Linked DNA regions of Sus scrofa: all the other regions are linked to region 1. A link is a contact called in public HiChIP or PLAC-seq data. All regions are on one chromosome and are shown on one strand. Each heading gives the region's core, a stretch centred on a gene start, on an enhancer-like site or on the middle of the called end of the contact. The rest is flanking DNA. Distances are from core to core; before and after follow the strand shown.

Region 1 (2,627 bases), core at 77-2,576:
TCCACGAGGACACGGGTTCGATCCCTGGCCTGGCACAGTGGGTTAAGGATCTGGCGTTGCCGTGAGCTGTGGTGTAGGTCGCAGATGCAGCTTGGATCCCGAATTGCTGTGGTTGTGGCTGGGCCGGAAGCTACAGCTCCGACTTGACCCCTAGCCTGGGACTCTCCATATGCTGTGGGTGCAGCCCTAAAATAAAGACAAAATAAATAAGACTCTTCACTTGGGATGGCGTTACAAGAGTGACTGTGGAGTCAAAACTGAATGTGTTATGGTTTTTGATGCATATTATTGTTTTCCTGAAGGCTCCTAGATTTCTGCCTGAGATGTGAGTAATTTCACTGCACCCCTGTCGGGGTTGGTATCATTGCTTCAAAGTTATTTTTGCCGATTTAATAGATGAACGTGGTACCCGCTGTTTCTTCTAGCTGGAACTCATTATCGACTCCGAAAGCGGCTTCGCGTCTTCCACAAATATCTTGAACCTGGTCGATCAGCTCAAAGGCAAGAAGATGAGGAAGAAGGAGGCCGAGCAAGTGCTGCAGAAGTTTGTACAAAACAAATGGCTCATTGAGGTACCTGGTCCCACAGATTCTCCAGCTTGGCTCACTTTTTGGAGGGAATCATCATCTTCCCTCCCCAACCACCCTGGATCCCACGCGTGTCTGTGGAGCCAGGCCCTTTCAGGCCCCTCATCTGCTTCGATGCCCACAGTGACCCTGCGAGGAGGCCTGGAACCTCCTGGTCACTCCTGTGACCTTGTCCAGGGTGCCCCAGCTGGAAGTGGCCAGGCCTGTGACCCGGGTCCACGGGCTGGAGGCAGTGTGCACGCTGGGTAGGGGTACAGCGTGAGCACCAGCCCTGGGCCCAAATCCCGGTGCGGGTGTCCCCCGTGTCCTCATGTCTACTGAGGGGAGTGGTGGCATCCACTCCAGGTGCGTCAGGTGCCTGCTGCTGGCCCCTCAGGAATCGCTGTGACGGCACGGTTCTCAATGGCAGCATCACACTCTTCTGGACCCGTGCTCTTGGGTTCTTGCACTTAGATGGCGGCCCTTGAGGCGAGGAGCTGGAGGGAGCCGGGAAAGGTTCAAGCTTCTAGACGCCCTGCGTCTAGTTCTGTCAGCTGGAGCAGTCAGATGTCTCCGCTCTTTTTCCACAAACGCACCCCCGTTTCCAAGAAACCCAAGCCGGACGTGCTTAGCGCCGCCCTGGGTCCCACAGCCCTGCCCCTCCGCTGCCCATCTGGGCGGGACGTGCTCAGCTGGGCCCTCGACTTCCTCACTCAGCGGTCAGGCCCGAGGCTGGAGGCTGCTGCTGTGGTAACGCCATGCTTCACTTCCCTTCTGGGGAGAGGTCCCCTCTGGTGTGGTGACAGCAGTGCTCTGAGTGGTCGATCTCTTGGTGGAGGGGACCCCGGCAGCCTGACCAGAAATAGTCAGTTCCTGAGGGACTTTGCTGATGGGAGGAAAGGTCTGGCGAGGCCACAGCGGCCAGGTCAGGGGTGGCAGGTGGGGGGTGTGCCAGCATCTCTGGGCACGTCTGCACCTCAGGTCCTCCCGGCCGCCCTGTGACGACACGGAGCCCCTTAGCTCTGTTCCGTGGCCGAACCACGGCAGCCCCATGATCTGGGTGAAGTCCCACAGCCGGCAAGTGGCAGGGCCATGCTCAGCCCCCAGCTCGGGTGACTGCAGGTCCCTGTCAATTGCTTTGTCACAGTTTTCCTTCCTCTCTGGGGTGGATTTGGCAACACGGAACGTTCTGGGGCAGCTCGGGTCACAACCCCACGCTCTGTCCTCGGGCAAGCTCCCTGAGGGCCAGGCCTGCGCCCTCCTCGTGGCTGCACCTCAGTGCTCCTGAGGCCCTGGTAACTGCTTCCTGAACGGGGCGGGAGGATGGAATCCCAGAGGAACGCAATGTATCTAAAACATACCGAGGCAGTGACACCGGAAATCCTTGTAGATTGGGAAGAAGCGGTGTTTGGATGGGGGATCACGTTGCTGAGAACACGTGTCATCGTGTCATCCTCCCCCCGCCCACCGAGCTCACCCCCTGTGCCCTGCTTGGGGCCTGCAGGCGGTCGTGCATATCCAGCACGATGCTGTCACGTCACCGCGCAGGGCTGGAGGCTGTCCTTTGCTGCCCAGAGAGGGGACCAGGGAAGGAAAGAATGTGCTTCTGGGGGCTGCTGGGCTTGCCCTCGGGCCCAGCCTCCTGTCATCTCTGCTTCTTCCTCAGTGACATGGAGATGCTGGGGCCGCCTTCTCCAGGGGCGGCCCTGACCTTGGGGGAGACGGTGGCCTGGAGGCTCTGTGAGCTGAGCCCTGGCCCCCACAGCCCCACAGGCCTCAGGGGAGCCCCCTGGCTGGCTGAGCCCTCGGGCCTTTCGCGGACGAAGGAACAGGCCCGGTGCAGCAGAGGATGCGGTGGGCAGGCCCCCAGGTGCTCTGGCTTTGCTGCTGCCCGTGGCAGTGGCTTCTGGTCTCTGGGCCGTTTCCTGTCTGGAGGATGAGGACAGTGACGGCTTCGGGTGTTTCCTTCGTGAGGGCGGAGTGCTCTCTGAATGGTCAGCCTGGGGGTTGCCGTGAGTCCTGTGGCCCTCTGGAGGAACAGCTGAGGGACTTTGGGGTGGC
Region 2 (2,627 bases), core at 64-2,563, 210 kb before region 1:
CGCCCCTGGAAACCAGTCTGTCTGTGGCGTCTGCAGGGCCTGGAATTCCTGGGCTGCATTAAAAAGCGCCTGCTGAGGAAGCCCCGGAGCGTGTCGCTCTTCTCCAAGCCAGCGATCGAAGAGGTGGAGGCGCCCTCGAGCCTGAGCGAGAACCTCACGGTGTCCTACGAGCCCACGCTGGACTGCACCATCCGCCTGGGCCGTGTCTTCCCCAGCGAGGCCAACTGGAACAAGTGGGTCCACCTCTGAGGCCCCCGTGGCCCTCGCGACCCGCCTGTCCCTCTGCCGACCCTGAGAGAGAGTGTGCTCTCCTGGGGGGCCTCTGCCCACTGTGGGGTGCAGCCTGGCGAGGTTGGGGTGCAGAGGGCCCTGCCCCCACCCGCCAATTGTACAGAGACCCTGTGCCCAGCCTGAGGCCTCAAATGCTGTTTCCTGGCCCGGAACCTCCTGGAAGGAGGGCCACCTGCCCACCTGCCCCCAGGCCCTTCCCGGGCTGCCCCAAGGGACCTCGCTTCGTCACCTCCTCCTATTCCCGGGGCCTCGGCTGAGCCGCCCACCCAGCTCTCCGGAACCTGGGTTGTGGTGAGGTTGAGAAGCCCCCAGGGGGCCCGTCCTCCGAGGGCTTCCGAGCTGAGGCTGCCTTTCGGGAGCAGAGCCGCCGGCCCAGGCCTGGAGCCCTGTATGGACATCTGCTGGCCGGCGAGGGGCTGGGAGTTCAGGACACGGGGCTCTGCCCCGTCCACACACACCTCGCCCTGCAGCTTCCAGCCACCCCACTGCGGAGGACCCCCCCCTGCTCCCCAGAAAGCCCCCGTGGCCTGAGGGGCAGGGCCTCCCGGGGACACGTCGCAGAAGGGGGTTGTGTGCCCGGCGGAACCCCTGCCCTCCAGGCGGGGCTGAGCCTGCAGGCCACCCACAGGCCTCCCACCAGCTAAAAACGGGAAGTCCCGGGGTTTGTTTTGTTTTTTCAACCTTTTTCCTCATTTAAAAAAAATCCCCTGGCATGTATTTATTTTTTAATTAAAGTGAAGTAAAGTGTATTTTGTTCTCTGTGTTTCCTGAAGAATCTCTGATCCCCTGGGGGCGCCTTGTTTTCGGCCGCACAACAACCAGGAATGAATGTGGCCGGTAAAACCCAGGGAGAAAGCGGGGGCTGCGGCCGAGCTCAGCCAGCCCCAGGCGCAGCCTCGCCACCGGCCGCCACCTCTAAAGCCCTTCCTCCTGCCTGGCTGGGCCTCTTCCTCTCCCTTGACAGGTGTCCAGAAGCACCCAGCGCAGGACGGGCCTGAGGCCACTTGGCACAGTCTGCGATGCCAGCAGGCCACAGAGGACACGGGCCTGGGACATGGATTCTGTCCATGGCAGTTCCCTTTAGCTCACAACGGTTCTTTGTTTTATTTTGTTTTGCTAGTGGCCAACATTCTGTAAACATTGAAGATTTCCAGATTTTTTAAAAATACAGATTTCTATCTTGAAAGTTGGAGCAATCCCACAACACCGCACGTGACAGTCACGAGAATGGGACATGCCCCCACCAGGCCCGGTCGCAGGCCCACTGCAGCTCCCTCACTTACCACCTGCAGCGCCTGACCCGGCCTGGCTGGCAGCCCTTTGTTCCCGTCCTCCCGCCTCCAGGAACCCGGCCACTGGTCACCCTGGACCAGATTCCAGCGTGACAGGGGGCCAGGGGCGTGGGGTCCGGGGTCTCAAGGGTGAACCCCAGCACAGCCGAGACCCGACCCAAGTCTTCACATCATTTTCCTCTTCTTTTTTCATGTTTACTCAAATGTGAAAAAAATAGCATCTGAGGGGTTTTTTTGAAATCAAGTAGAATAACAGGTGTGATCGGCTTTGGAAACAGAAGATACAGAGGCTGATCCCGTGGGAATGCGCTAAGCGGTGGGAGGAAGGCAGCGGGGAGTCCAGGCTTGATGTTTCCGGCTCAGAGCCTTGGTTTTCTCATCTGAGAAGTGGGGACAGAACATCTCTCTCACAGGAGGACCAAGTGGGCCGAAGAACACCAAGGGCTGGCATATGGCAGGGCTCAGCCCAGCCCCCTTCCTTTTCCCGTCCCCCCAGGTTGGGCTCGTCTGTGGGCGATGAGACATAGAGGCGAGGGGTCTGCGCTTGAGTGGAAAGACGGGGCCTCTGCGATCTACGTTTCCACAGCCAGCATCCTGGGCAACCGACCTACACCTTCCCCCACCCCCACTTGCCCGTCCACCTGTCCATCCAGCCCCTCCTCTATTCACTGTCCCCAACTAAGGTGGCTCTTTGCACCCGGGGCTCCTGGAACCACAGCGTAGACCAGAAACTGAGATCAGACACCTTCAGGCAACACCGAGGAGAGGAAGGGGGCCTCGGCCACTACCAGGGAGGGGCAGGGACTATGGAAAACGAAAGTCGGCGTCCCCAGGAGAAAGAATTCACATTTAGAAGCAAAGGGCTTTTAAACATCAACTACCTAATAAAACGGGGGTGGGGGGCACTGAGCCCAGAGGAGCCATGTCCTGTTCACCCTGAGTGACAGCGGGGCCCAGACCCCTGCAGCTCCTCCCTTGGGTTCCCTGTCCCTCCCCTCTTCATTCTTACCCTTTTCACTCACACAATCCATTCCTTTTTCTTTT
Region 3 (2,627 bases), core at 47-2,546, 140 kb before region 1:
AAGATGGTGAGCTTCCTGTCCCCGGAGGTATGCAAACCAGGCTGGGCCACCTGTTGATGTGGGTAAATGGTCAGATTGATTGCGTGTGCGGTTGGACCACAGGGCCATAAAGGCTCCTTTCACACGGGCGTCTGTGCAGCTCGGATTTTTGAAAAGATGTGGGAAGCCTCCTCCTGGAAGGAGAGCCTCGTGGGTTGAGTGTTCGCGTCGTCCCCAAATTCACACATGGCAGCCCTAACTCCCAGTGTGGCTGTATGTGGAGGCGGGGGCCTCTAAGGAAGTGGGGAAGGGTGGGATGGGTGTCCTTACAAGAAGAGACACAAGGGAGCTCACCCTCTCGCCCTCCGTCTACACACACCAAGGAGAGGCTATGAGGACACAGCAAGAAGACGGCCATCTGCAAACGAGGAAGCGGGTTCTTGCCAGGAACTTGGTCAGCCAGCCCACTGGGATCTTGGACTTGCCTATCTCTAGAACTGTGAGAAGAATGTCTGTTGTTTAAGTTGCCTTCTCAGTGGTATGTGTTGTAGCAGCCAGAGCTGACTAGGAGTTACAGCAGCAGCTGCGATAACAGGGTCCAGGAGGGCTTGCCCATCTCCTTCTTTCCCTGCAGGCTCCAGCTTTTCTCGGTTAATAGGAAAGCACTTTTCTCGCTGTCCCTAGTCTCAAATCCAGTGGGGAAGGGACACACGGGACTAAAAGCAAAGATCTAGGGACAGTGGCGTGTGGCGAGCATAAGACTGACCGGATAGTAGTCTTAGCATTAAGGAGTAGTGCCTCTTTCTTTCCTTTTTTGCTTTTTAGGGCTGCACCCACGGCACATGGAGGTTCCCAGGCTAGGGGTCCAATCGGAGCTACAGCTGCCAGCCTACACCACAGCCACAGCAACACAGGATCCCAGCGGCGTCTGCAACCTATACCACAGCTCATGGCAACGCAGGATCCTTAATCCACTGAGCGAGGCCAGGGATCAAACCCGCAACCTCATGGTTCCTAGTTGGATGCATTTCCGCTGCGCCACCATGGGAACTCCCCTCTCCAGGTATTTGTGTCCTGGTGTTTTCTGCCTCCTTTCCCAGGGGATCACATGACCCCATCCTAAGCCAATGTACGCTCTTCTCCAGGGCCGTATTAATTCATCCAAGTCAGCATATGTAGCCCAGTTAGAACCAATGAATCTCCAGTTTTTGATGAGACAATTAGGGCCAAGATTGCAGACTTGGAGCAGAGCAGATGTGCCCTCTGCAGCTGCTACAGATAGCTCATGGCCACAATGAGAGAACTTGCCACAGAATGTAGTCAACATTCAGGAAATGACCCAAGAGATTAACTGAGTCATCAGGAATCAGAACTCCTTGATCCAGCTGTGCCTGAAAGCCAGACATCTTAGTGAAATGAGACACTAAGTTCCCTTTTGGTTTCAGCCAAAAAGATCAGTTTTCTTTCACTTGAAACTGAAAGAGTTTTGACAGATGCATTACTGGATGCCCTACAAATGCTACAATGACCATCTGTACAAAGTGCCATGGGGACAGAAAAGAGGCAACTACTAATTACACGCCTGGAGTCGTGTGGAGGGGGTGTCGAGGGAAGGCTTCACGGAGGAGGGGACACTTGCATTGGACTCAAAGGATGAAGAGCAGTCCACCATGTTGGCAAGATAAGAGAGGACATTCCAAAGGTTTTCAAAAACGTGGCTGGGAAAACCAGGAAATACACCCCTACATCAGCTAAGGGACAATGAGAAAAATCACAATGGAAACGTTAGAAAGCATTCGGAACTGAGTGATACAAAAAGTCCATATCAAAACATGGGCATTGCTGCTCAAACAGTACTTAGAGGGAAATGTGCAGCCTTCAAAACTTGTACGTTAGAAAAGAAGAAGGAGTTCCCGTCGTGGCGCAGTGGTTGACGAATCCGACTAGGAACCATGAGGTGGCGGGTTCGATCCCTGGCCTAGCTCAGTGGGTTAAGGATCCAGCGTGGCTGTGAACTGTGGTGTAGGTCACAGACGCGGCTCGGATCCTGCGTTGCTGTGGCTCTGGCATAGGCCGGCGGCTACAGCTCCGATTCGACCCCTAGCCTGGGAACCTCCATATGCCGAGGGAGCGGCCCTAGAAAAGGCAAAAAGACAAAAAAAAAAAAAAAAAGACAAAAAAAAAAGAGTTTAAAATAAAATAAAATAAAATAAAATAAACCCTTAAAAAAAAAGAAGAGAAGAAAACCTAAAACTGAAAGTCTCAAACATCCCTCTCAAGAATTTGGAAAAAGAGCAACAAGATACATGCAGAACAAAGTAAAAGAAGGAGGGAGTTTCCGCTAGTATCCATGAGGATGCAAGTTCGATCCCTGGTCTCGTGCAGTGGGTTAAGGATCCAGCGTTGCCCTGAGCTGTGGTGTAGGTCGCAGATGCAGCTCCGATTGGACCCCTAGTCTGGGGACTTCCATATGCTGTGGGTGTGGCCCTAAGAAGAAAAAAAAAAAAAAAAAAAACAGAAAGAAAGAAAGGAAAGATAAAAGAGGAATAATCAAGATGAGAACAGACTGAAAGGGGAAGGAAGCCACCAGACCCCCAGCAGAGACACAGGGTTTCGGGGAATGAGTGCCCCATTGTGGGTGGATGAAG

Evidence for each region. HiChIP or PLAC-seq counts read pairs in DNA pulled down with a chosen protein or histone mark.
Region 2: an H3K27ac HiChIP or PLAC-seq map of alveolar macrophages shows a contact between it and region 1. The contact joins two enhancer-like sites. A contact is called at or near these places in 1 of 5 promoter capture datasets (liver), 28 of 47 Hi-C or Micro-C datasets (adipose tissue, alveolar macrophages, blood and 16 more) and 2 of 2 datasets of contacts at active chromatin or transcription factors (alveolar macrophages and skeletal muscle).
Region 3: a contact with region 1 is called in an H3K27ac HiChIP or PLAC-seq map of alveolar macrophages. The contact joins two enhancer-like sites. A contact is called at or near these places in 1 of 5 promoter capture datasets (fetal liver), 3 of 47 Hi-C or Micro-C datasets (alveolar macrophages and blood) and 2 of 2 datasets of contacts at active chromatin or transcription factors (alveolar macrophages and skeletal muscle).

Annotation. Positions count from the first base shown.
Region 1 is chr3:19,644,490-19,647,116 of Sscrofa11.1, forward strand. It overlaps NSMCE1 (non-structural maintenance of chromosomes element 1 homolog), which reads left to right. Exons shown (of 8, transcript XM_021086448.1): 5 at 426-572. Among named protein-coding and RNA genes, the nearest start is that of KDM8, 30 kb to the right of the region's middle. Within about 2 kb of position 1,327, at least 18 of the 83 cell types and tissues checked have an H3K27ac peak or open chromatin away from gene starts, as enhancers often do. A contact at or near this core is called in adipose tissue, alveolar macrophages, liver and 2 more, where this site is marked.
Region 2 is chr3:19,438,593-19,441,219 of Sscrofa11.1, forward strand. GTF3C1 (general transcription factor 3C polypeptide 1) reads left to right here. Exons shown (of 37, transcript XM_005662065.3): 37 at 37-1,050. The coding sequence ends at 249. Among named protein-coding and RNA genes, the nearest start is that of IL21R, 49 kb to the right of the region's middle. Within about 2 kb of position 1,314, at least 26 of the 83 cell types and tissues checked have an H3K27ac peak or open chromatin away from gene starts, as enhancers often do. A contact at or near this core is called in adipose tissue, alveolar macrophages, liver and 2 more, where this site is marked.
Region 3 is chr3:19,503,340-19,505,966 of Sscrofa11.1, forward strand. No RefSeq gene overlaps it. Among named protein-coding and RNA genes, the nearest start is that of IL21R, 15 kb to the left of the region's middle. Within about 2 kb of position 1,297, at least 4 of the 83 cell types and tissues checked have an H3K27ac peak or open chromatin away from gene starts, as enhancers often do. A contact at or near this core is called in alveolar macrophages, where this site is marked.